Regions from separate parts of the Mus musculus genome. Here regions 1, 2, 3, 4, 6 and 7 are each linked to region 5. The links are chromatin contacts, called in public Hi-C, HiChIP or PLAC-seq and promoter capture Hi-C maps. All regions are on one chromosome and are shown on one strand. The core of a region is the stretch at or near the end of the contact, and the rest is flanking DNA. Distances in the headings are between cores, read along the strand shown.

Region 1 (3,771 bases), core at 122-2,621, 2.2 Mb after region 5:
AGCTGTCGGAGAACACCGCGCGGTCCACCTCCTGCAAACAGATGAGGTCTGCGTTGTAGCCTGTGAGCTCCTTCTGTATGAGATTCTGGCGGTAGTCAAGCTCCAGGGCGTAGGGGGCACAGTACGGGTACAAGACCGTCCGAGAGAACTCAGTCTGGGCGTACGTGTCTGCCAGGATGTTGTAGGAGACAGTGCGGATGAAAGAGTCCTCCGTCACCTTCTTGGTGTACAGATGTCGATGGTCAAAAGTGCAGGTGCCAGGCCCGGCCTCCACCGGGCACAGGCTTTCTAGCTCCCGGCTTGGCCCGAAGCGCTGCCCATTGCCCGGTGTACAGTGAAGCCGGAGCCGGAGCCCGATGTCTGCATTGCACGGGGTGTAGACGCGCTCGTCCACACCGGTCTCGATCCAAGCTGAAGGCTGCGAAGAGTGAGACGAGGACGCGGGGCCGCTGTCCCCAGGTTCTGCCGCCCCGGGTTTGACTTCCTTGTACCAGCGGAACACGGAGCTGGCGGGATCCCCAAATTCCACGCCGAGTTTGGGGCACACAGGGAAGCCAGCCATGATGTAGCGCGGCAACTGCAGCTCCGTGAAGGTGGGCGGGTTGCGCTCCACCTTGTACTTGACGTCGCCGATCTGCAGCACCGCTCCGTCCTGCCAGGCGTCCACATTGAGCACATCCTCGGCCACCGCCTCCTCCCGGTAGTACAGCTTCACCACCGGCTCGCAGGTCGCAACCGGCTCAGGCCCTGTAGCCTCACAGGCCGCGCCACCGCTCGAGTGGGCTCGGTTCTTCCTGCTCTTCTTGGCGGCCGCTACCTTTGCGTGTCCCTTGAGGGCGTTGGTAGCGATCCGGCTGAGGGCCCGGCCCAGAGGCTCGCTCTGGTCCCTCTGCATGTTTTTGTGGCTGCCGTCGGCCAACGCGAAAGACAGGCTGAGCTTGGGCTCCGAGGGCACACAGCGCACCACCGCGCGCTCCATGGCGCGCACCGCCTCGTGAGTCCCTGCCTCGGCCCGGCTGCGCCGCTCCACCACCGACCGGACCCCACGAAGCGCGCTGCGGCCCGGGAGCCTCCACATGAACCTGGCAGCCGACGAGATCAGAGATCCAGAGTCGCCCGCTGTCAAGTCCACCGGGAGGAGCGGCCGTGGCCGGGTACAAGACCCATTCAGACCGTGGACTTCCGGTCGGCGGCAAGCAGAAGCCGGGGTGTGAGCATCAAGCGCGCGGTGTTCCCGACTCGCACTTTCGCCAAGGCCACTTGCCAGCTCCTTCTTGTCTTGACCGCCGGTCTCGAGTTTCGAGCGCCTTGGTGTTTTTATTCAACATGGGTAAAAGGCGAAGAGTGAAGGAAATATAAGAGTGCCCGAGGGAGCTACCAGAACCCGAAGTTTTGTTGAAAGTGTAGGCTGAGGGCGGGAACAATAGGCTTACGGAACCGGAAGTGACTGGGCGGTGCCTCCGGGAAACACTAGGCTTTCTGTCATTTCCAGTTGCTCCGGTTATGGCTGTGTGTAGGCGCCGGCCTCCTCCCCAGGATTGCAACGTCCGCTCTGCACAGTTGGCGGACCTGTTCCCTGGTCTTTCGAGGTGTGGCGGGTCGAGTGAAGCTAAGCACGACAAGTGTGGAGCTTGTGGTAGCTAAGGAGCTCCGAGCCGCCCGCCGGCTTCTTCCACCAGCTTGTGAGCTCTGAGGATACAAAACACAAGATGCATAATGTACTTGAGCCTCGCGCTTTTGTTGTTGTTAGGTTTTGAGGTAGGTTTCCTATCCGCCTTGGAACCCAGGAAGACTGAGTCAAAGCTACACAGCATAGTAAATGATAGAAAAAGTACAGACATGTTTTCGAAAGCTGTTAGTGGTTTAAGTAGTAAAGAGCTTGGAAGACCTTGTCTTTGTAGGGTTGAAAGGTTTAGCAAATAAAATTATAGGACTCAGGTAAAACTTTAAGAACTCTTTAAACGAAGACGCTAAACCCCTCCCCATTTTACTTAATTTGAAGATTAAATTTCGCCGAGAGTTTTATTTCTTAATACGAATGATCTTGGTTTATTTGTAGACCAAAACGAAGTCCTATCTGACTGGAACAGGGAGCCCCGGGAGTACTAGTCTGTAAGAAAGACCCTTCAACTCTACTGAACTCAGATTGTCAGGCCTGGCAGCAACTTTACCCATTGAGCCATTTCGCCAGCCCAGACCTTTTGTTTGCACGGTCTTTTATTTTTCAAGAAGTATTCTGACAATGTCAAATCTCGTGGAAAGCTTGTTTTTAATCCACAAGCTTGAAAGTAATAAGCAAATGCCTTTTTGTTGTTTTTGGTTTTCGAAGCAGGATTTACTTTGTGTATTCCTGAGATCTGCCTGTCTCTGCCTCCTGAGTGCTGGGATTAAAGGCATACACCACCATGCCCAGCTGTAAATGCCACTACTGAAGCTATACTTTTATTAAATTGACTTATAGCCCCATTTGTAATTATATAATTGAAACTTGAGAGATTAAGCAATAGTATGATTTTGATAATACATATTGGAGGGAAAGGACTAGGAACACTTTTATTTTTAATATCAAGAAACACAAACTGGCTGGAGAGATGGCTCAGTGATTAAAAGCACTTGACTGCTCTCCTGAGTTCAATTCTCAGCAACCACAGGGTGGCTCACAACCATTTGTAGTGAGTTCTGATGCCCTCTTTTGGTATATCTGAAGTCAGCAACAGTGTACTCATACAGATAAAATAAAATTTTTTAAAAAAGAAGAAGAAACACAAACTAAGGGTACAGTTCAGTGATAAGAGTACTTGGCTAGCAATTGTGAGGATTTAAGAAGGCCTTAGAGAAAGAAAGTCTGCAAATAGCATAGTTGGTATAGTGTTTGCCATGCAAGAATGAGGATTTAAGTTTGATCCTTAGAACCCAGATGAAAATGCTAGGCAGAATGGTATGTGCTTCTATTCCCAGCTCTGCGATTACAGGTGGAGCCTTGGGGTTCTGGGCCAGACAACCTAGCCTAAATACAAGCTCCAAGTCAATGAGAGAACCTGTCTCAAAAAACCAGGGTGGTTTTTCCTAAGTAAAGACACTGGAAATTGACATCTCACCTTTACACATGAGCATATGTGTGCATGTTCAACTCCCCAAAACACACAACACATGTGTCAATATAGACACATGATTTTCTTTTAAGTTTCAAATTAAAAGGAAAACTACAAAACTAAGCTAGGCGTGGTGGCACATGTGTTCTAGACCAGCCTGGACTATGTAGTGCTACCTCCAATCAATACGAAAGAAACATACCTATAAGAATCATGTCTACCAAGCCGGGCGTAGTGGCGCACACCTTGAATCCCAGCACTCGGGAGGCAGAGGCAGGCGAATTTATGAGTTCAAGGCCAGCCTGGCCTACAGAGTGAGTTCCAGGACAGCCAGGGCTACACAAAGAAACTCTGTCTCGAAAAACAAAAACAAACAAACAATCATGCCTACCTATGTATCATGTATAAATCTTCCAGTACTCATGTGAAGTCTGGTTTACTCTGATTACTTTCATTACAGTAGATGATATTGGCTGTAAACACTGTTTGCTTAGATACTATTTATACTTAGGGTCAAAATGAAACTGTAGTTTTGGGTGATAGTATTCAGAAGTTTTGAATAGTACTTTGTTGCGGCCGCCAGCAGCTCGCAACATGAACAGTTCGACTGATATGGCTACTGGAGCTGTAAGAGAGGAATCTAGACGGGGCGAAAGAAGAAACGGAGCTAAGACAAATT
Region 2 (3,581 bases), core at 889-3,388, 2.7 Mb before region 5:
CAAGGATTGCCACGTCTTGCCCGACTCCTACAACCCTGTCAGCAGCCACTCACGCATCTCCGATGAAAAGGTTGGGCCAGACTTCATCCACTCTACTACAAGAGGCTCTCCCGGCCCTCAGGAGCTCCTCTAGCTGCAGGATACTGGGGCAAGGTGTGGCTTCTTTTTCTTCCCCAGGTTTTGGGATGGAGGCATCAGCCATGGGCCAGCCTGCCTACCCCTCTGCCTGCGGTCAGGTCTGCTCTCCTGTGCTATTTCTCCTTGCCAGAGATTGGCATTGACAGGTGGGACAAAGTGACTCAGCAAGTCCCAAGGGCCTCTGAACGCTGCAAGACCTATTTCCCTTGAGCTGACTCCCATCCCTAAAGTCTCCGAGAACATGGAGTTGGACTCCTACAAGTCACGATCTCTCTCCACCTCTGTCAGTTCCTTCTGTAAAGTTAAGGGTTTGCCTGTCCTGGGGAGTTGTTGCAAGGGTTAAACTAAAGGTTCACTGCGTCTAACATAGGGCAAGTGCTTTGAAATAGGTTCATTCGTAGGTTTAGAGCCTGCATAGACGGGTTCCAATGACAAGAGTTAAAGCAGAGAAAAGCACTGAGGCTTGAATGTCAGAAAAGACTCTTGCAGGTCTAAGTGGGCCACAAACAGGGGGGGACACCGATATCGGCTGCATTGGAGCCTTTGGATTGTGGAACACAGGGGACCTTGTCAGAGTTGTGGAGTCACAGAAACTTAGGCACACAGGGAGGAAAGCATCTGACGTGTGCTGTAGGGTTCACACAGAACGGTGGTTCTATAATGAAGATAGCAGATTTTTTTTTTTTTTAAGAGAAAGCTGATGGATCCTTTTATGTCAGAGAGGTGATCATTGCCCAAGGCTCTGAGAATAAGGCTCTGAGAATCTTTGGACACTAGAACCACTTTTTAAACATTATTTTTATAATTAAAAATATTTTATTGGTACTGGAGAGATGGCTCAGTGGTTAAGAACACAGATAATACATGCAGGCAAACATTTATACATATAAAATAAGTTTTAAAATTATGTTTGAGTGCCTACAAATATGTATGTGGGCCACATGCATCCCATGCCTGCTGTATCCAGAAAGTGGGGGTGGGGGGTGGGTCTCCTGGAATTAGAGTTCTAGATGGTTGTGAGGTGGCATGTGGCATTGAACTTGAGGCATTGAGGTGAAAGGGTATTAAACCTGAGTCTCCAGCAAGAGCAGCAAGTGCTCTAACCACTGAGCAACACCTCTACCCCTATAGAAGCACGGGGACAAGAGAGTTCTCTGCCTACAAGGGCTGCAGGAGATGAGATGTTTTGCAGTGTCATGGAGCCCTTGAAGGTTCTGAGCATACTAGGCAGATTCCTGGCTGCCCCTGTTCTCCTCCTGTCCATCTTAGAATCTGCCCCCTTCTCCCTCAGAACTACCAAAGCCGGTCCTGCATTGTTCAAGAAAGTAGAGTCAAAGAGGGCTGAGATTTCAAGCTGCAGATGGCTTCAGACGTGGATTCTGCCAATGTTAGGCTTGCTTTAGAAGGGGATATTCCGTTAAGGTGGGGTATGGTAGTAGCAGGAAAGAACCCAGGTTCTGTCTGAGGTTAGCTTGGGCTTGGGTACCAGCTTGGATTAACTGTGCTACGTCAGGCTACAATGTTTCTTGACCTTTCTATGAGATCTACAGAGTTGAAACAATGATTTGAAGTATAGTCTCTAGCACAGTACAAAATCAAGGGGCAATAAACGGGGCTGGGCAGTGGTGGCACTCGCCTTTAATCTCAGCACTTGGGAGGAAGAGGCAGGTGGATCTCTGTGAGTTTGAGGCCAGCCTGGTCTACAGAGTGATGTCCAGGACAGCTGAAGCTACACACAGAGGAACCTTGTCTCGAAAACACCAAAGGTGGAAAAACAAATAAATGATGCAACTTGAGGACTGACTGAGAAGGGGTTTGCCCCTTCAAAGGGCTCAGGATAATAGCCTCTTCCTAGGCTCCAACCCCAGTCAACAACCCACAAGCCTTCTCCTATCTTCATTAAAACCCTTTGATGAATTATGCTTGGGCATGACGCAAGCGCTCTCCCCCTCCCCCTTGGGTTTCCCCTCCTCTTCCGGTTTTGGACCCGCCCCCTCCCCGTAGCGCCCCGCCTCCCGAAGCAGTTCCGGTTCGGCTGGCCGCTGCTGGCGGCACGGCTCCAAAGGGGCCGGAGCGATGCCCGCTGGTAGCCGAGCCGGCTCCCGCCTGCGCTCCGGCTCCCTCCCCCGGCCTTCGCGTCTGACTCTCAAGGCGCTGCGCCCCGCCTACGCGCCGAGGACCCCCGACTCCAACGGCGACTTAGACACCGGCTCCGAGCTGGGTCCCGGCAGCCCGGCTCCCACCGCGGAGGTGAGCGGGCGCCGAGGCTGATGAGAGGGGAGATTGGGGGGCGCCTGCAACCAAGGGTGAGTGGAGAGTCGGGGGCGCCAAGGGCCGCGGGGAGACGGTTGGGGAAGCCAGGGGAGGCCGCTCTGGAATGGAATCCGGAGAAAATCAGGGGGTTGAGCTGACCCGCGGGCAACAAGGGACGAGGCGCAGGGGCTGGGTCCTTGCTACCCGGCTAGGGGAGAAGGAACGTGCAAGAGGGGTCCCCGGAATCCAGACCTGGAGGAGGAGGTGCCCTGGGTTGTAGCCATAGAGATGAGGGATAGGGAGAGCTGGCCCCGGGCCTCCTGTAACCCGTAACCCGCATGAGGGCGAGGCAGCCGGGTGGGGACTGACAGCCACCTGACTCGGTGGGAATGGTGGCTGGTTTCGCAGGGCGGGAGTTAGGGTTGCCTGGAAAGAGGGAGGTGCTGTCGGGTGGGAAGGAGCTTGGCCTAAAGGTTAGAGAGGAAAAGTCCAGGGGAAAAAAAGGAGCCCTTGGGGATCTAATTTAGGGCCTTGGCTTTTTTACAGGTAAGTGTCTTTCAAGGTGTCAAAAATCTCTGGGTAGTGGATGACGGCTTTGGGGCTTGCCTGTTTGTGATCCCTTTAAGAAGCTAGATTGCGAGGGGCGGGTATGCATCGCTGATTCTCGTACAGGGACTGGGGGAGGCGATCGGAGAGAGGAAGTGATGTTCGTAGAGGGTAGTGATTTGTGAAAATAAAGATGTCACTCAGATTTCTTCTGACGCGAGTGGTTTCTTCTCCTCTGTGCTTCGTTTTTAAGAAGGTTCAGATGTCAGGCAAGTGTAAGTCTTTAGTACATTACCTTTAAATTAAAAAAATTAAATCTGCAAGGGGAATTTGGACGTTTGGATTTTACAGATAATTCAGTGCGAATTGTTAACACTTGAATACAGCTTGAGTTGGCCCGCATATTGGCCACAGGGTGGAAATATGGTCCGTGGAAATTCTTGGGTTTAAGAGGTCATTTACGACAAGAAGTGAAGCCACCCATAGTCCAGAATCCTACAAGATCGTCCCCATTGGTAACTCGAGGATTGGAGTTACCTCGTACAAAATTTGAAAGGTGATTTTAACAGCTTTTTCAGGATCAGTATTCTCTTGCTATTTAGCAGATTTTTTCCACATGAATGGAATTTTTTTTCTATCGTGAT
Region 3 (3,335 bases), core at 653-3,152, 2.7 Mb before region 5:
AAGCCCTGCTATAGGCAATTGAGGTAACTAATTTAGCAGGCTGAGTTTTTCTGGAAGGCAGTGCTGAGGAGGCCAAACTCTACCACAAGCATCACACAGCTGGGGCAGACTGTCTCCCGTGGGCCAGGTCCATGGCAGACCAACCTGCCTGAGCTTGGATGAAGGGATGAGTCAGGTGCTGGAGCCCGATCTCATACACACAAAGACTCTTCCCATTTCACTTTTTACAACACAATTCCAGCTGTGAGCAGGTGAGGTTGCTGGCTAGCCTTGCTCCTGGGAGAGAAACATACCAGAGTGTAACTTTAAACTTGGGTGTTGGATTGGGGGGAGCCCACCTAGCCATCTTTCCTCCGGCTTAGGAGGAGAGTGATGACTTAACAGTACTTGAGTAGAGGAAGAGTTCAGAGACGATTGAGTCATGAGTGCATATGTGTGGGTGTCTTTGCTCTCAGTCCAACTGTATGTCTATTGAAGATTATTAAACAGCATCTTAGAGATGAGGGAATTGAGGTCCACAGGCTAAATTATTTGAGTTTATTGAGCTGAAGTGTCAGTTGTCTCCATTTTAAATCTTCTGTATGGCTGACGTGTGTGTGTGTGTGTGTTTTGAACAGTGTCTACTGCTCTTCACCTTTTACAGAATTTAGAGAACACGGTTTGCAGGCCAGGTTGACAGAGCCCCCGTGACCCTCTTGTTTCTATTTCTGGAACTACTACTGGCTTTTAATGTGGGTGTTGGGTGCTGGGGATCCGAGCTCAGGTCCCCTTGCATGCACAGCAAGATAAGGGTTCTTACTCACTGAGCCTCCGATTCTATCTTTATTATCCTGTTTGCCTCACCCTGTAGTTTAGCCTCAAACTGGTCTCTATTATTATTATTTCAAGACAGGGTTTTTCTGTATTGCCCTTGCTGTCCTGGAACTCTCTCTGTAGACCAGGCTGGCCTCGAATTCAGAAATCCACCTGCCTCTGCCTCCCAAGTGCTGGGATTAAAGGTGTGCACCACCACTATCCAGCGGTCTCTTATCTTTATTAACCTTTTGCCTCACTCTGTAGTTTAGCCTCAATCTGGTGTAATTTCTCTGCCGCCCAGATCTGGGACTACAGGTATAGGCATCAGGACTGGCTGCTCCCTCCCTCTTCTGGCATATCTAAAGAACTTGAGAGCAGCATTCTAATGACTGGTCAGCATGAATCCTACAGTTATTCCCTTGTCTCTCCAGGCCTCTCAACCAGGGGAAGCTTCTCTTCCTAGAGCAGGATGTGCTTCTGCGCGTGTGTGAACCCATACCATATATGGGTGAGACGGAGGCTGCAGGAGCGCAACCCTGAGGCTCCGAGAGAAATGCCCAGAGACTGGCTCAAGTTTGTTCCTTTGGAGCCCAGCCTAGTCCCAGCAGGGGAGGACATGGCGGTGGGCGGTGAACCGAGATGGGAAGAGCATGGAGGCTGCACTTGGGGAGAGTGTTTCATCCCCCTCAACCCGGACCTTAAGTTCAGACCTCCAGGCTGGGACTCAGGGAGGAGGCTGAGAGGGTGCACGTGACCCTGCGGGGCACATCGCCCCGCCCCGTCGCGACTCGCGTGGCCACTCCCATCCTGACCGCGCGGGTGCCGTTGCGCCGCCTCCGCCGTTCCCAGGTCCTCGCCTCTGGGGCTGTCCTGGACATTGCCTAACCCGAGGCCCCGCAGCTCCTGCTCGCCCCGTCCCCGCCGGACGGTCCGAGACCGCTCACCCAAGGAGACCGCCGTGCTCTCGACCCACGTGGTCACTCCGGAGCAGGTGGGAGTGGGCAGCGGGCGGAGCGGCAAGGACAGGCGCGGTAGACAGCCCGGGCGGCCGCGGCGGGGACCTGGCTGGGGGAGGCCAGGCTTGCGGCGGGGCGCAACGGTGTCTCCTTCACTTCGCCCTCCAGCCGCGGTGGCTGCAGCGCAACTTTCAGATAGCGGAGTGGCCTCAGCTGCGAGCCGAGCGGTGGCGGCAGCGCCCCTCAGGACACCCGCAGGTACTATGGTGCCCGCCTCTTGCCGACTCTGGGGCCTTAGGGCGGGCCGGCAGCCTGAGTGAACTCAGGGCGGCCCTGGTCCCCTAAGATGGCCGCAGCGGCCCCGGCCCCTTTCTCTAATGTCCGAGCTCCCCAGGGGACCCTTTGACTGTCCCCTGACCGCACTTCTTGTCCCTTTCACAGATCACCTTTTCCCCGCGACTTCGCCATGGCTGAGTGCTGTGTACCGGTATGCCCACGGCGTAAGTAGCACAAGAGGTGTTTGCGCGATGGGGCCATGGGGGCTGTGCTGTTCCTCTTTAGAGAACCATACCTTGTTCCGCCGTGGCCCACATGATGCCTGCAAAGACTTGGAAAGTTTGCTTCTTTGCGCGCCCCCTAAGTCTTACACTGCCACTCTGTTGACGGACGTGGTGCTGGGCTGTTGGGTTGCAGATAGGGGGGCTCGCGCCTGGGGCGTTGGTCCTTGGCCGCACCCACCCTTGGCTTTTGGATATGTTACTTACAAATCCGAAAGCAAAACACTTAGTTGTTGAATTCCATCTTGGGGTTCGGGGGGGGGGGGCGGAGAGTTAGAGCAGTCACTTTGCAAGAGGAAGTAGTTCGCTGTCTGCCTGCACAGGTCGAGTGCACTACAAGGTCATTACACGTGTTCCTAAGGGCGTGGATGTGCACTGGAGAATGAATGAGCTGCTCCTGGAGCTCGGATTCCTTGCCCTTAAGCCTCACGTTGTCGGAGGACTTGGGGGACCGTAGTAATGTGTTTAAAGTGCCATTTGATATTTAGTTGCTGTAGACATAGATGGTTGTATTTTTTGCCCGTGTCTCAATTGTGCCAGTTCCCAGAGTGTTGGTTTTGATTTTGGAAGTCCTTCCCAAAGGTTTGTTAGGGGAGAACGCCTAAGCTTAAATTTTGGTTTTTATCTCCGTTAAATCAGTCACCTTGAGTTTTGGCAACTGTGTAGGCAGTAGACACTTATGTTTAGGAATTAGAAAGGCTTCCCCCATTCTTAAAACTTGGTAGAAATGTCCCAGGTTTGTATTACCACATAGCTATTTAGAAATAAGTTTTTGTTATGGGTGGCTACTTTAGAATAACATTTATTGAAGTTCTAGTGGCATCAAAACCCACTCCGGTTGAACTGCTTGAATGTAAATGTTAGCAGTAGGTCCTAGTAGTAGCTCACATTAACTGTAGAATGTTTCTTTTGACTAGCGATGTGTATCCCTCCACCCTATGCTGACCTCGGCAAAGCTGCCAGAGACATTTTCAACAAAGGATTTGGTAAGGACTTTTTTCCCTTTTAAACATAAAAGAGAAAAATA
Region 4 (3,470 bases), core at 355-2,854, 2.9 Mb after region 5:
AGTGCCAGCCACAAGATTCCAAGGTCCTAATAAAAGACAGCTGGTCTCCCCAGAATTCGCCAGAGTCGTTGTGAGGTTCTTTCCCAATTTTCCCCTTGAAGAAATTGTGGATAACATGCATAGCACGACACAGGAAGTAGGAGGACCAGACCAAGAGAAATGACAGCTTGATCTGTAAAATGCAGCTCCTTCGCAAGCACTTTGTCCAAAAAAGCATTAACCCAAGAGGGAAGACTATTAGTAGTTCTTGGAAGGACAAGCTACGCAGCAGATTGTCCCTGTCCGCCAAGGGGCTGTTTGAATTACAGCTTAGGGTTTTGCAGGGGGCAGAGGCGGTGCAAGTGTTGGTCAGGGCTGATTGAAAACAACTGATGGGCAGGAAAGGTGTTGGCAACAGCAGGTGTGGCCTAGAATGAAAACAACTGATGGGCAGGAAAGGTGTTGGCAACAGCAGGTGTGGCCTAGAGTTCTTGAAGAGTGAGAGTCTTGAATGTCAACTGTAAATCCCAGCGAACACTTTGGGGCTCTAAGAAGAGGGTGGTAGAGGGCTATTGCAGAGTAATGGACTTTACATTGATTTGATTGGCAGAAGCACTTTAGAGTGGGGAACTAGGAGGCCTTAGCTTCCTCCTTCCTAGAAGAGTGGAAATGAAAAGAGAAGCTTGAGTTGGGAGGGAGCCATGGGGAAAGCAAAGCATGCTTTCAAATCAAGATAAATAGGGCAGGGTCTGAGGACTCCTGTCCGTCCAGGACAGTCTGATCCTCAAGGCATCCTTTTTCTGTAAGCTTCTATAGTAAATCAGTTGGCCTCCACTGGATCATTTTATGAAGTTTAGTGGTTCGGAGCTTGTGTGTGAAAGCATTAATAAAAGCCGAAGCAACAACAACAAAAAACAACAGAAGTCTAGTAATATAAAAGTGTTTGGGGATCCTGGCGTCTGGGTGCCTCCCCAGCCTTGACTCAATGTCATGACATGGCTCTCCCAGCTTCCATTTTTCCAGTAGTCCACATCTTAGTTGAGAGTTCTGATGCTCGGCGGAGGATCTTTCTGCCCTATTTCTTTTGTTCTGATGATGGCTGCTTCTGGTCCCCCTCTATCACAGGGTTCTACTAACAAACTCAGGGTCTCCTCTCTCTCCCCTTCTGCATCTGATGATACATTTTTCAGAATGATTTTCTGTCCATTATAAAAAAAATATTTTTAAAAGATAATTTTGCTCTGTGCCACCTGTAAGATTGCAGCCAAGTCTGTTCTTTGGACAGTTGTCGACCAGTGGTACCTTCTGTTTTCTTCATCTCTCTTCCCTCTACCTCCTTTTATTGTGATGTGGATCTCAGCAATTGTGTCAGTTAAAAGGGTCTTTATTCGTACATCAGAGGAAGCTGGTATTAGTTTAGATGGATTTATTTAGGAAGTAAAATGTAGGGAAACAGGGATCAGTCCTACAGAAAGGAAACTAACTATGCCTCCTGCTCGTCAGGGGAGGACCCTACGACCCCAGCTCCAGGGAGGAAATGCAACCAAGCTCGTGTCATGCCAGGAGCCCCCGGGGGAGGTACCATGCCTAAGGGTGCCATCTTAAGGTTTGTCACTTACAGAAGCTGAGCTGAGGTTGAGGACCACTGAGAACCATGTGACTAGACAGCAGCCAGCAGTCAGCTCTGGCACACTTCCTGTGAGGCTCACATTAAAAAGAATGTGTTTTTAATAGTTGAGAAATAATATTTTTTTGACATGAAATTGTATGACGTTTGAATTTATGTGTTCATCGATGAAAGGTTTAGTGGTCCATGCTCACATTGGTTAACTTATGTATTATTTATGTCTGAAGATGAGAGGATGAGTGTGTTAGAGGCTGGGTGCTCTAGAGAGTCTAAGCTCCTTACTTTCTGCTCTTTTACAGAAAAAGTTAGCCAGCCACCAGGCAGGACATGGCTCGGAGGTCACCCTGCTTCAAATTATAGTGCCTTCCTCCATTTTTTTTCCTATCCAGCTGAATCATTTTAAGCAAGTCAATCAGTTGAGACCTCAGTTTCTTCATCTATCAGATGGGCATAATAGGGGTTAACTTAAAAACATATTGAGATAAATAAACTAGTGGATTTTATGTGTTGACCTCTGAAATAAGAACCTGTAGCCAAGCTGGATATAATGGCACACATCTTTAATCCCAGTGTTTGGGAGGCAGATATAGTCGGGCCGGTCTTTGTGAGTTCAAGGCCAAACTGGTCTGCATTGTGAGTTCCAGGTCACCAAGAGCTACATTAATAAGACCCTCACAAAACAAGAACCTGTAACCAGTATTAACATGTTATCATTTATTTATGCAAATCAGTTACCATGAGTTATAAGTTAGTGTTTAACAGGAGGATGGTGAAAGCCACTTTCAAGTGTTAGAGGGTGGACTAGAGGTGACTGCAAAGGCTCCCCATTCAAACATCCAAATGTTTGAAAGTTGTTATTGGTTTGTTTGTTTGTGTATGTGCCCTATCAGCTCATGGGCAAAGGCATCCCCTGGCGTGCACAGTTTACACCTCTGTCTTGCCTTGCCCTGCAGTGATACATATGGTCTCAGACACTATGCTGACGGCTGCATTCTCAGCCACTCCTGCAGAGTGGTGGGGGCTCAGTAAAGGTTCAATCTCAAGGCAGCTGCAGACACGGTGCACACTCCTCCTTTTGCACCCAGCCCCACTCCGTCTGAAACATGAAATGCAGAGACAATGAAGGGTTCCCTGCAGGTCTATTTTGGTGAAATTGATTTGAAGAAAGAAAAAAGAGAAACTGTGCTACGTTGTGTTGATGTCGTAGGCAGCTTTGTACACAATACAGTCTGCTTTGCTTTTTACCTCAGGGGAGGAGTAATCAGGAGCCAGGAAAGTCACTGTGCCTCCCTAGAAGGGAGATATAAAAAACACGTTAAGAAAACCTCGTGTTGACTTTTGGTATAGCATTGGAAATGTAAATGAGCTAAATACCTAATAAAAAATGGAAAAAAAAAAAAAAAGAAAAGAAAACCTTGTGTTAAAAATACAATCATGCCGGGCATGGTGGCGCACGCCTTTAATTCCAGAACTTGGGAGGCAGAGGCAGGCGGATTTCTGAGTTCAAGGCCAACCTGGTCTACAAAGTGAGTTCCAGGACAGCCAGGGCTACACAGAGAAACCCTGTCTCGAAAAAACAAACAAACAAAATACAATCACACCGAGTTTTTTGTTCTGTTTGGTTTGCAGTTAGCTTGTGAGATTCTTTAAACTGTTGAATAAATTCCTTTATGGAAAAATATGACCTCTGTGGCCATCTTCATTATCTTTCCTCCCCTCCCCTCCCGTCCCCCTTCTTTTACTTCTTTTTTTTCCCCTTTCCTTTCCTCTGAATAGGAAAAAAAAAATTGTAAAAGTCAAAACTAATTCATGATAGAAATTTGCATCAAATTTGATATAAGCAGAACTTTTTCTACTGATAAAG
Region 5 (3,680 bases), core at 11-2,510:
GTGTAAAGCAGGGATGCTGACTGAAAGGCCTTTTTTTTCTCATTAATTAATTTATTTACTTTACGCCCTGATCAAAGCCCCCACCCCACCCCGACCCCAATGGCTTTCTTAAATGCCTTCAAGATGAACTTTTTTGGAGACAAGTTTTACTTTATTTTATTCTTTTTTTTTTTTTGGTTTCTCGAGACAGGGTTTCTCTGTGTAGTCCTGGCTGTCCTGGAACTCACTTTGTAGGCCAGGCTGGCCTCAAACTCAGAAATCCACCTGCCTCTGCCTCCCGAGTGCTGGGATTAAAGGCATGTGCCACCACGCCCGCCCGGCACTTTATTTTATTCTTGAGTCAGCGTCTCACTGTGCAACCCTGATTGACCCAAAACTCTTTGTAGGCCTCAAACTCAGAGATCTGCCTTCCTCTACCTCTTAGGCCCTGCTTAGTGGAAACAATTTAAACCAACTACCTGCCTCTAAGATTTAAACTAGTGGTTCTTAGCCTTGCTAACGCTGCGGCCTCTTACTACAGTTCCTCATATTGTGTTAACTCTTGACTATAAAATTATTCCTGCCGGGCAGTGGTGGCGCACGCCTTTAATCCCAGCACTTGGGAGGCAAAGGCAGGCGGATTTCTGAGTTCAAGGCCAGCCTGGTCTACAGAGTGAGTTCCAGGACAGCACAGAGAAACCCTGTCTCAAAAAACCCAAAAATAAATAAATAAATACTTAAAAAATAAAATTATTCTCGTTGCTACTTAATTGTAATTACTTAATTGTAATTAATTTGCTGTGATTTTGACTTGTAATGTAAATATCTGTTTCCTGATGGTTTTGGGCAACCCTTGCAAAAGGGTCGTGACCCTTTGGCTGAGAACCGCCGATTTAAACAAATGACATTGAAAGCGAACTTTACTGGGTGAAGTAGCGCACATTTCTCAAATCCAACGTGCCTGGGAGGCAGAAGCAGGCCGTTCTCTTGAATTCGAGGTCAGCGTGATCTACAGCGATAGTTTCAGGGCAGCCAGGGCTATATAGTGAACTCCTGTTTCAGAAAACAACAAAATACAAATGCAGGACGGAAAAGAAGGGAATGGGAAATATACACGCGATTGTGTAACCATACATCAATTTGAGTGGATCCAATTCAGGCCAGCCAGAGCCCAGGTCTGGGGCGTGGCTAAGGGCTAGCGAGGCGTGGCTTCAAGTACTTTCGGTCAGGCATTGCTGTAGTCTACCCCAAGGCCTTAGCCACGCCCCCGCGCTGGGGTCCTTCCTTGCGCGTTGATATGATTGGTCGGCAGTGAGCGGTCCTCTTTTCCTCCTCTCCAGCTCCGGCGCCGTAGCCATCATGGTGAGTCTCCTCGGGCTCTCAGCACTATCCGTCGCTTATCCGCGCCATCCCTGCCTGTTCGGGGACCCCACTAGAGCTGCAGCCATCCGGGGCCCACTTACTCTGCTCCGGCCTGCCTCACGGAGGCCGGTCGCCCGGGGTCGCCGAGTCGCGGCTGTCCGGCACCGCCGTCCGGAACACGCCGGGCTTTGGGCTCCCGGGCCTCGGCTATGGAAACCCCTGTGGAGCTTCAGGGGCACGAGTGAGGCGGGCGCTGGCGGGCCAAGGTGACGAAGGCGCCTCCGGCTCTTGGGCCAGCGGACTGAGCGGTGGAGCAGAACTTGGGTGCCTCGGGGACCGCCAAAAAGTGGCCTTGTCCACTTCTCTGAGGCGGAGGACTGAGCCTTCCGCCACGCGCGGGCTGTTCTTTGACTCGTGCATGGTGCTATCGAGGTGACTTAATCCCGATTCCTCGAGTCGAGCTCGGAAGGCAAGCAGCCATGTGCAAGCTGCCGATTTGAGTTGATCTCTGCTAATTTTCGTGTCTGTTTAAGCTCGCTGAATGCCAGCTACTGCGGTACTTACTCTAATTAGGGAAGAAGTTGGCGAAGTCCTGTGTCTGGGTAGCCACTGAGAGATGCTGGGAACCACTGAGACTTCTCTCTCCAAGCACTAGAGGCATTGGTTGCAGCATGTAGAGAGTCCTGGTGGTGTCCAGTGTCAGGTGATCAGGGATTCTCAAATCAATATGTGAGATCACAAAATCAGTAGTACTTCAAATGATAGCCATAATCTAAAGTGAAGTTTGGATGACGTGAGAGAAAATGAGTTGTTTTATGGTAGTTTATGAGGCGCTGTCGCCTGCTTTGGGGCTTTTTTGCCTTTTCTTTCCTTTATAGCTTGTCCCCAATTCCTGCCTCTTTCTAGACTGCATTGCTAGTAATTGCTGAAAGGCCAGAGCAAAGGCAAGACGAGATTTTTAACATCTTACTGACTTGTGTGTTACCTGCAGAATGACACAGTAACCATCCGGACCAGGAAGTTCATGACCAACCGTCTGCTTCAGAGGAAACAGATGGTAAGGATCAGAGTCAAAATGTGGTCTTTGTGTCTGCTTTTGAAGATGTAGTTAACTTGTAAGGAGTACTGACTCTTACACCTCTTTATAGGTCATTGATGTCCTTCATCCTGGGAAGGCAACAGTACCAAAGACAGAAATTCGGGAAAAGCTGGCCAAAATGTACAAAACCACACCAGATGTCATCTTTGTATTTGGATTCAGAACCCACTTCGGTGGTGGCAAGACCACTGGCTTTGGCATGATCTATGATTCTTTAGATTATGCAAAGAAGAATGAGCCTAAACACAGACTGGCAAGAGTAGGTATCTTATTCTTTAATGGATACATGCCTGTAATCCCAGCCTGGACTGAGTTAGGATGGCAAGTTAGATTTTGTTTTCCAGTGTATATTGGGATACAATAAGCAGTTTGGGCCAAACTTGTGGTGTTCTACCTACCCACTAGCCCATCTCCATGCAGTTTCTCTGGCCTTCTGAACTGGAACTTAGCAGTCTTTACTGGGCTTTCTATTTCTAAGTAGTGGAATTGCAGGTGTGCACTGCCATACCTCACTGTTTTGTATGAGCCGTGCTGCCGTCCATGCCTAGGAAAAGTTGGTATCATTTAATGGGAAAGTTACCATATACAATATACAATGCACACATGGTACCTTTAAAAATGTACAAACTTCATGTAGTCCAAAATGGGTAACAAGCTTGGTTGATGGTCAGGATGCACCTGGCTGGCTTATTTCATTCTTTTAGGTGACTTCTCACTGTCGCCCAGGCTGACCTCCTCTGTCTCCAGCGTGGTGAGATTACAGGCATGGGTTGCCCACCCTGAGTTATTTTCTTGTTTGTTTCATTGGGTTGTTTATTTGAGGCATGGCCTTTAGCACAGGCTAGCCACAAACTGGGAGTTACTTTACCCAGTTTCATGAGTTCTTTAGTCCATTTACTCCTTGGTATGATGAATTCTCTACTATAACAGTTGGACATGAGGACTTCCTGAAGTTTTTTTTTTTTTTTTTTTGAGATAGGGTGTTGCCCTAGCTGGCTTCAAATCACAGGGATTATCCTGCCTGTCTCCCAGCTCTGGGATTAGAGGCATGTGCCACCACACCTGGCTAGGTATCTTAAAAAAAAGTGGTGCTTTGGGAATCTTGCTGAGAGCCTTGTGAAGATTCTGTCTAGAATGCCAAGAACAGATGAGTGGGTTAGGATCCGAGGTGGGGGTGGGGTGGTAGGGTTCTTAGTAAAAGTGTTCCTTCCTTCACTGGAGAAATAGAAATTGAAAGACA
Region 6 (3,738 bases), core at 857-3,356, 3.0 Mb before region 5:
GTTTATTTTATTGCTCCAGATAAAATGCAGTCTGAGGGTTGGGCGTGGTGGTTTACTATCTGAAATTCTATCAATTGGGAGACTGGGTAGGAGGACTGCTGTGAGTTTGAGGCCAAATGGTCTACAGAGCAAGACCTTGTCTCAAGAAAATAAATGTCACCCCAAGGGACCAAAATGTAACTTAAAAAATAAAGTGCATCTGGGCAGACTATCAGAAATGCAACAAAGCAAAACAGAAGGGCTAATGAGTCAGCCAGTATCCTTAAATTTACTTTGTAACTTCTTGGAGAAAATTCCTACCTAGCATGTGTATTATGGGGGGAAAAGCACACCTTATAAATGCCCTTCTTGGAAACAATCTAAATGAACAGGACTGAGTTATGGACTAATGGCTTGTGAAAACTCTCCTTGAGCAAGTTATTGAAGATCCTAACTGAAACAGACAGGAAGAGACTTAGAAAACCCAACGAGGGTGGGGTTGGGGGCGGCATTTGCTTCATCAGTAATGTAATTCAAAAGTTGCCAAGCCGATCAGTGGCTGAGTTTACCTTGTTTCGTTTCCTTGGGCTGAGTCTGAGAGTGTCCGGATTTAACCTAAAGAGGTTTGTGTTTTAAAAACTAACAACCAAGTAATAAAACACCTATAAAAGAGGTTTATAATGGAACTGGTGACAGTTCTGAGTGTAGTGTTACAAGTCTTCTGCTCTCCCCTCTTTTTTTTTTTTTAATCTGCTCTCCCCTCTTTTTTTTTTAATCTTTCATTCACCTCTGCCTTTTGTCCTGGCTTCTTCCTCACCTTGCTGCCAAGCTCAGAAGCAGAGGAAGCTCGCACACCAGAGTAGCCTTTGTGCATTTCTGTCTGCATGTGACAGGGCTGCTGCTGCTGCTAAGATAAGAACTGAGATTATTGGGTCTAACAAAGTACCTACATAGTTGAACAGTAGTTTCTAACGGGGAGTTGAACTCTGCTGCAGGAGTGGCAGTGGCATGAAAATGAGTCATTCAGGGCAGGGAGACTGAAATTCCTGCTCTTTGACATCCTACATCTCCTCATCAGGGGCCCCAAGAACGTCCTGATTCAAGGACAGAACTTCAGGCAACAGGTGGTTTTTCACCCCGGCCACCACACGGGGAAACTTGGCTTTCCCAGGGACATAGGTTTGTTTCCCTTCTTCCCAAAGGTCTGGGAAGAGAAACTGTTCAAACTCTGTTAGGAGGAGCCTTTTCTCAAGTCTACCTTTCTCATACTCTCAAGTATCTCTTACCAGCATCCCACCCAACTCTGGGAAGAGCAGGACGTTTTCTCCAGAGTCCGGAGGGCGCTGCAAGGCATGTGGGCACCTTTAGAGTAGCCTTGCCTGGGCGGCCAGAGGATCCCCCAGCCTCCCTCGTATGGGCCTCAGGAACTCCGGGGGCCCAGGGGAAGCCTGGAAAACCGAACTTCGCCATCAGCTTTCCTTACAGCGCTGGTTGGAGACGAGGGAAGGGCCCCCCAGCGGTCGCCCCCCGCCCAACCCCAATGTTATCCAGCTGCACAGTCCAGGAAGCACCCAGAACGCAGCTCCGAGCTCGCCAGCCTCTCCCGCAGGCCGGGAGAGGGCATCCTGAGGGGCAGCTTCCCTCTCCAGCCTGCGTCTGACATCCCCACTCCCACCCGAGGATGCCTGTCCGCAGTCGCTGAATGTCACTGCTCCCTCTTCCTCCTGATCAGGGTAGAGACAGCTCCTGAGGCATCCCCCACCCCAAAACTGCCGCGGTCGCCCGAGGGTACAAGACCCGGGAGAAGGACGAAGTTTGGGGCCCACGGCGGCGGGAGGGGGGGCGCGTTTAAGAAGACCGCACCTCAGTCCCAGACCTGGCGGACACACTCCCCACCCCAAAACAGCCCAGGCGTCCCCATCCTTTCGGACACCGGCATCCCCGCCCTCCCCTGAGGGCGGTGAGCGGAGCCCCCCGGGGCGGAGGCAGGTACCCCCGGGGCGGAGACTGGGGCGGGCGGGGTCCGGGCTGCGCCCCCGGCCGGGCCAGGCGGGCTAGCGGGCGGCGCGGGGGGAGCGGGGCTGGGCGGCGCTGCCTCGGGCTCTGTGCGCTGCAGCCCGGAGCCGAGGAGGAGGAGGCGGAGGAGGAGAAGGAGGCGGCGGCGGTGGGTCCCGGGCGGGGGGAGCGCGGCGCTGCGGACCCGGGCGGCTGGCAAAGGACGAGGCGGAGGCTGAGGAAGGCAGCGGGGAGACCCGGTCTGCAGCAACAAAGGGCAGCAAGCGATTGGCCGGGCTGGAGGCGAGGTTAGCCGGGGACCGGGGTGGCCGGAGGCAGCGGCGAATAGTGCACGTGCTTGCAGACACGGGCGAGTGCGGAGCCGGGGGTGCACACCCGGTGGGTAGGGGGCTTGCTCCCCCTCCGTATGGGATGGCGAAGAGGCTGCAGTGAGATCGTTCCGCCTGCACCCGGCCTGAGGCTGGCAGGGTAGGGGGTATGTGAAGGGGGTAGGGTGCAAGCCAGGGGGCGGGCGAGTAGTCGCCCGGGACAGGACAGGAGAGAGGGTGGAGGAGGGGGCTGGATGGAACGCTCCGGGCGGCGCGCCCGTCCGCGCGCTCCTCGGCGGGAGCAGGCGACTGAGAACCTCGAATTTTAACTTCGCGTGCCCGCCCGCGCGCGCCCGCCTGCGCCCACCCCTAAATCCTGCGGCCGCCGCCAGCGATCAGCTCTCACACAAACTTTAGCTGCGGGCTAGGGGCTTTGGGGTTGAGTGGGGGAGGGGAGAGGAAAAAAGGCTTCTGATTGGCGTCGTGTACAGCCAATAAGGCCAAGCGCCTCTCCTGCGCCTAGATCCAATCCATTTCTAGAGGTAGAGGGGGCGGGTAGGTGGAAGTAGAGGTGGCGCGGTGTCTGTGAGAGAGAAAAAGGGCTGGACCAATAGGTGCCCGGAAAAGGCGGGCCCCGCGGTCTGTTGATTGGTACTGGCAGTCGACCCTCCCTCGGGGTGGTGCCGGAGGTGGGGGGGGGGAAATGATGGGTCGAGAGGTGTGTCTATGTGGAGGCGAGATGACCGGCAGGAACTTGCCCCAATGGGGGGCAGAGTGTTTAGCGAGCGGGTGACGGACAGACCCGTAGGCCAACGGTTGGCCCTAAGTGTTCGTGCTCTCGTCCAATGGAACGGCGCCGGGGCGGGGCCGCGTCTTGGGTTTAATGAGACTCCATTGGGCTGTAATCAGTGTCATGTCGGATTCATGTCAACGACAACAACAGGGGGACACAAAATGGCGGCGGCTTAGCTCCTACCCCTGGCGGCGGCGGCAGCGGTGGCGGGCGCTACGGCACCTCCTCCAGGCGGCAGCCGTAGCTTCTTTCTCAGGCAGATTCAGCGCCCCCGGCAGGCGCGGTGGTGGTGGCGCGCGGCCAGGTCTGTCACCCACCCCGCGCGTTCCCAGGGGGAGGAGACTAGGCGGGCGGGGGACCGACGGGGGGGTGGCCTGGGACCCTCGACGCCCCTCCCACAGGCCCCTGCGCGAGGGTCACCGCGGGGCCGCTCGGGGTCAGGCTGCCCCTGAGCGTGACGGTAGGGGGCGGGGGAGAGGAGGGAGGAGGAATAAGCTCCGCCCCTGGCCGAGCCTACGGGGCAAGGGGCGGGGCTCAGGAATGGAAGGGCGGGGCAAAGTCGGGAGGGGCGGGGCAGAGGGATTCTAAGGCTTGGGCTGGGAGGGGATTTCTGTGCAAGAGTGAACTGGTAGGATGGATGGA
Region 7 (3,473 bases), core at 737-3,236, 2.9 Mb after region 5:
AACTTTTAATTTGATAAAGATGAACATTTAGAAAAAAGAAAGTTACCATGTAAGGTCTGCAAAGTGTTAGGTTTTGATCTTCTTTCACATCAGGTAAAGAAAGCATGCTCCTTTTCCTAACTCTTTCTGCCTGTCTGTATCTGTCTGTCTATCTATCTTATGTATCTATCATCTATCTACCCACCTGTCTATCTATTTTTGTGCTGCCAGAATTCTAGGGGCAAACTCAAAGTCTCAACTTGGGCTACATTCTTGGCCCTCTCCTGTTTTATTTTATTTGATACAGGGGTCTTACTGTGTAGTCCAGGCTGACCTTGGACATGTATAACTCCTCTTACCTCTTCCCCCTGAGGGCTGGGAATAGGTATGTGCCATCAAGCTCATCCTCCCCAGTATGAAAAAGTGACTAAAATAGTGTAGGAGTTTTTCTAAACCTTCCCTTTTCTTTCACCATTCAAAAAAGGAAAGTTTTAAAATGTACTTTTTACCTTAGCCTCTAATCCCCAGGTAGCCCAGGATGACCTTGAATTTCTCTCTTGCTTCTACCTTCCCAGGGGTGTGCCACCATGCTCAGTTCATTTGGTGCTGGTAGATTAAAACCTGGACTTTGTATATGTTAGGCAATCTCCGTGAACTCAGCTAAATCCCAAGCACCTACCCTGTTTACTAATAACTGATTTACATACACTTTTCCTTGATTTGGTTCACAGAGGTGCAGGTTTTACACTACACACGATGCCAAACAATGGATGCTTATCCCAGATCCTCTGCTGCTCTTGGAGAGCTCTTCAAGTACCAATCACTTGACAGAGGCTGTGGCTCTTTTGCAGTTTATTATCTTGGCCTAACAATTCCTTCAGTAATATTGAGGTGTTGGGGGACAAAGACCTGGGCGTCCTGCTGCTGTTGCTTAGAGATCTTGAGTAAAAAGTATCCCGTGTTTCTTCATCAAATGCATTATTGGGCCGGAGCTGCTTGAAAACTAGGCCTTAGGCTGTATAAATACTTTGGATGAAATTAGACCTGGCTTTTGTCATCTCAATTTGCCTAAATTTCAACATTTAAATTGTGCAAAAGCATCTACTTGGTATCTGTTGTGAGAATGTGTCTATACAGATGGTAACTCAGAACCCCTTACCTAGAAAGAAACTATTGAAAGGCCCTCCCTTCATTTCACTATCAAATTGTTTTCTTCTAGGTGGTCGAACATTCTTCTAGGTGTGCGAGCATTCGTGCCTCCCATCATTAGGTTGTAAATTGTGCGGAAGAATCCCAAATATTGAATGTTTGCTTATGTAGTGCTTTGGTCTGGAGTACGACCAGTGCTCGTGATCTACTGGGAAAGCAGAAAGTCTGGATGGAATAGGATGTTATCACCCTGCTTATCACTGGAGGCCATTTTCTTATCTCTCTTCACTGCCTTTCTTATTGTTTGTTTATAGTCTTTATGCATATAGGTGGCTTGCCTGCATTTATGATAGAGCACCACACGTATACCTAGTGCCCTCCGAGGCCAGAAAAGGACTTGGATTCTTTGAAGTGACTAACTGCTGGTTGAGTTGTCCTATGTCGGCTGGAGCTCGAATTCTGGTCCTTTGGAAGATCAGCTCAGAGCAGACCGATCACACGACCAGGATCAGCCAATTATGTGCCGGGTTTGGTCCACAGACCTCCGGAGGAAAGAAGGTGCTTACTTGCAAGAGTACTGTCCGAAAGACGTCCTCTGGGCTTGCCTCCGTCAAACGCAGTGCGGAGAGGGCAGGGCCCAGGAATCCGCAGAATGCTGCCAAGCCCAAGCCCTCACTCTGAAGCGATGGCGTCGACGCTTTCCCCGGGCGTGGCACTCTCCTCTTTTGGCGGGCTCGGCATCGCGAGGCTCCGCCCTCCTGGAACGGTCTCTCTGCAGTCGCGGAGGCGGGCTCTGCATTTCTATTGGTAGAGCGGGTCCGCCGAGGCCCCGCCCCCTCCCGGGCCCGACGCGAGCACGTTGGGTAGCCAGGGCCGGTTGAAAAGCCGCCCGAATCCGGAGCAGCTCCCGGGGCGAGAGGCACGCTTAGGGCCGCGGTGGCGGTTAAGAGGCGTCTCTGTGGCTGGAGTGCGGTCCCCGGGGGCGGAGGGGCCGGGTGGGCCGAGACCTCGGCGGCCTGGCCCGCCGCCCTTCCTCCCCTACGCCCGTCGACCTTGTGGGCGGAAGCTCCCTGGAGCGCCTCACGCCCGCGCGATGGCGACTGCCGCGGAGACGGAGGCCCCTTCGACGGACGCGAGCTGGAAAAGCCGCGGCGGCGGCGGCGGAGACGACGGGATGAAGCCAGCGCTTCCGGAGCTTGAGTCCTCCCTACAAAATGGCGGCGGCGACGGCGGCGGCGGCGCGGGGCCTGAGGAGACCGCGGCAGCTGAAGCCGCCCGGAGCTACGGCCACGAGCAGCCTCAGCAAACCTCCGAAGCGGCCGCGGCCGCTCTGCCCAAAGGCGCCGAAGAGCCGGAAAGGCCTTTTAGGCGGAGTTTTCAGATCCCCAGGAAGAGCAGAGAAAAGAAAGGTGGTGCCTCCCCTTCCTCCCACCCCCTCTCTCGCTTCCCTCCCCCTCCATCTTTTTCATTAAGACCTCTCTGTCTCCTCTCCCCACACCCATCCGAGACACGTAAACACGCACGCAAGCGCCAGCAGCCTCTCCGCTCACGGCCACGGCCGCCCAGCCGCCCTTGGTGCGAGAGGATAGGGTGGAACCACGCTCCGCCGCTCCCCCTCTCCCCGTGGAAGTTGGAAGTAGCTCAGGTTTGAAGCGTTTCCATAAGGCTGCGGCTCCCCGAGCGGAAAGATGGTGCTCGGTGCCCCTCTTTTCCCCCAAGCCCCGAAGGCAGAGAAGCTGATGGTGGCCTCCTAAAGATGCTTCTGAGAAGTCTGCTTGTGGAAGTAGCCTGTGGCCATGGATTCTGAGGCTTTCTCCAAGGCCACTGCGTTCTAAGGACAAGTGTTTCTCACTGTGGAAATTCTTCAGCTCTGTGTGTCTACTTGAAATGTGCTCGATGTCAGCGTCTTCTATTTAGAAAACTCTCCATTAGTATATGCGCTCCATGCAGTTTTCCATCACACTTCATTTCCATGTAGTTTTTTTTTTTTTTTTTTTGGAAAAGCATTAGCTTACGTAGGTTCTTCTGTATAACTTCCAAGCCTAGAATGACTTTTCTTAAACGATTATAGGAACAGTTGGGTTGCTTACTTTTTGAGATCTTAGTGCCATATTGTAAAACGTACACTTTTTTTTTTCTTAGAGTAGGTTTTGACTGTCCGATAATTTGGAATTTTCTGGATTTGACTTAAACACTTACCTTCTTACTGCGTGTTTTTTTTTTTAATTGTTTATTTCCCAAATCTTTTTTTTTTGTCATTTGAATATCTGAAGATTTAGAATCTTGATTGGAACCGTGCATCTGGGTAACCAACTCTCTGCACAACTGAGATTATGAAAGTATAA

What was found. Hi-C and Micro-C count contacts between places; a contact is called where the count stands out from the background. HiChIP or PLAC-seq counts read pairs in DNA pulled down with a chosen protein or histone mark. Capture Hi-C pulls out chosen DNA fragments and counts their contacts.
Region 1: an H3K27ac HiChIP or PLAC-seq map of thymic regulatory T cells shows a contact between it and region 5, with 10 times the contacts expected there. The contact joins the promoter of Pde12 here to the promoter of Rps24 in region 5. A contact is called at or near these places in 1 of 39 promoter capture datasets (pre-B cells), 1 of 484 Hi-C or Micro-C datasets (CD4 T cells), 2 of 115 datasets of contacts at active chromatin or transcription factors (large pre-B cells and thymic regulatory T cells) and 1 of 9 other capture datasets (liver).
Region 2: a contact with region 5 is called in a Hi-C map of CD8 T cells, with 4 times the contacts expected there. The contact joins the promoter of Samd8 here to the promoter of Rps24 in region 5. A contact is called at or near these places in 1 of 39 promoter capture datasets (liver), 1 of 484 Hi-C or Micro-C datasets (CD8 T cells) and 1 of 9 other capture datasets (adipose tissue).
Region 3: an H3K4me3 HiChIP or PLAC-seq map of embryonic stem cells shows a contact between it and region 5, with 6 read pairs. The contact joins the promoter of Vdac2 here to the promoter of Rps24 in region 5. A contact is called at or near these places in 6 of 39 promoter capture datasets (the C10 cell line, embryonic stem cells, liver and 2 more), 4 of 484 Hi-C or Micro-C datasets (CD4 T cells and embryonic stem cells), 4 of 115 datasets of contacts at active chromatin or transcription factors (embryonic stem cells, extraembryonic endoderm stem cells and large pre-B cells) and 2 of 9 other capture datasets (embryonic stem cells and liver).
Region 4: a contact with region 5 is called in a Hi-C map of B cells, with 6 read pairs. The contact joins the enhancer-like site here to the promoter of Rps24 in region 5. A contact is called at or near these places in 2 of 39 promoter capture datasets (liver and pre-B cells), 1 of 484 Hi-C or Micro-C datasets (B cells) and 1 of 115 datasets of contacts at active chromatin or transcription factors (large pre-B cells).
Region 6: a Hi-C map of CD8 T cells shows a contact between it and region 5, with 5 times the contacts expected there. The contact joins the promoter of Kat6b here to the promoter of Rps24 in region 5. A contact is called at or near these places in 1 of 484 Hi-C or Micro-C datasets (CD8 T cells) and 1 of 115 datasets of contacts at active chromatin or transcription factors (embryonic stem cells).
Region 7: a contact with region 5 is called in a promoter capture Hi-C map of liver, with 5 times the contacts expected there. The contact joins the promoter of Tasor here to the promoter of Rps24 in region 5. A contact is called at or near these places in 1 of 39 promoter capture datasets (liver), 1 of 115 datasets of contacts at active chromatin or transcription factors (astrocytes) and 1 of 9 other capture datasets (liver).

Annotation. Positions count from the first base shown.
Region 1 is chr14:26,668,475-26,672,245 of GRCm38.p6, forward strand. It overlaps Pde12 (phosphodiesterase 12), which reads right to left and starts at 1,372. Exons shown (of 3, transcript NM_178668.3): 1 at 1-1,372. The coding sequence starts at 1,078. Mir7672 (microRNA 7672) reads right to left here and starts at 1,134; the gene lies at 1,073-1,134.
Region 2 is chr14:21,748,393-21,751,973 of GRCm38.p6, forward strand. Samd8 (sterile alpha motif domain containing 8) reads left to right here and starts at 2,139. Exons shown (of 6, transcript NM_026283.3): 1 at 2,139-2,388. The coding sequence starts at 2,215. It also overlaps a transcript of Dusp13 not described here.
Region 3 is chr14:21,829,659-21,832,993 of GRCm38.p6, forward strand. It overlaps Vdac2 (voltage-dependent anion channel 2), which reads left to right and starts at 1,903. Exons shown (of 10, transcript NM_011695.2): 1 at 1,903-2,009; 2 at 2,193-2,251; 3 at 3,226-3,294. The coding sequence starts at 2,218.
Region 4 is chr14:27,355,732-27,359,201 of GRCm38.p6, forward strand. The region is part of intron 1 of Arhgef3 (Rho guanine nucleotide exchange factor (GEF) 3); the gene reads left to right. Among named protein-coding and RNA genes, the nearest start is that of Arhgef3, 21 kb to the left of the region's middle. Within about 2 kb of position 1,605, at least 29 of the 459 cell types and tissues checked have an H3K27ac peak or open chromatin away from gene starts, as enhancers often do. A contact at or near this core is called in B cells, where this site is marked.
Region 5 is chr14:24,489,418-24,493,097 of GRCm38.p6, forward strand. It overlaps Rps24 (ribosomal protein S24), which reads left to right and starts at 1,261. Exons shown (of 6, transcript NM_011297.3): 1 at 1,261-1,341; 2 at 2,333-2,398; 3 at 2,490-2,699. The coding sequence starts at 1,339.
Region 6 is chr14:21,497,679-21,501,416 of GRCm38.p6, forward strand. It overlaps Kat6b (K(lysine) acetyltransferase 6B), which reads left to right and starts at 2,107. Exons shown (of 17, transcript NM_017479.3): 1 at 2,107-2,282.
Region 7 is chr14:27,426,848-27,430,320 of GRCm38.p6, forward strand. Tasor (transcription activation suppressor) reads left to right here and starts at 1,987. Exons shown (of 24, transcript NM_001114879.2): 1 at 1,987-2,537. The coding sequence starts at 2,222. Gm52095 (a long non-coding RNA gene) reads right to left here and starts at 1,780. Exons shown (of 4, transcript XR_003951011.1): 1 at 1,695-1,780.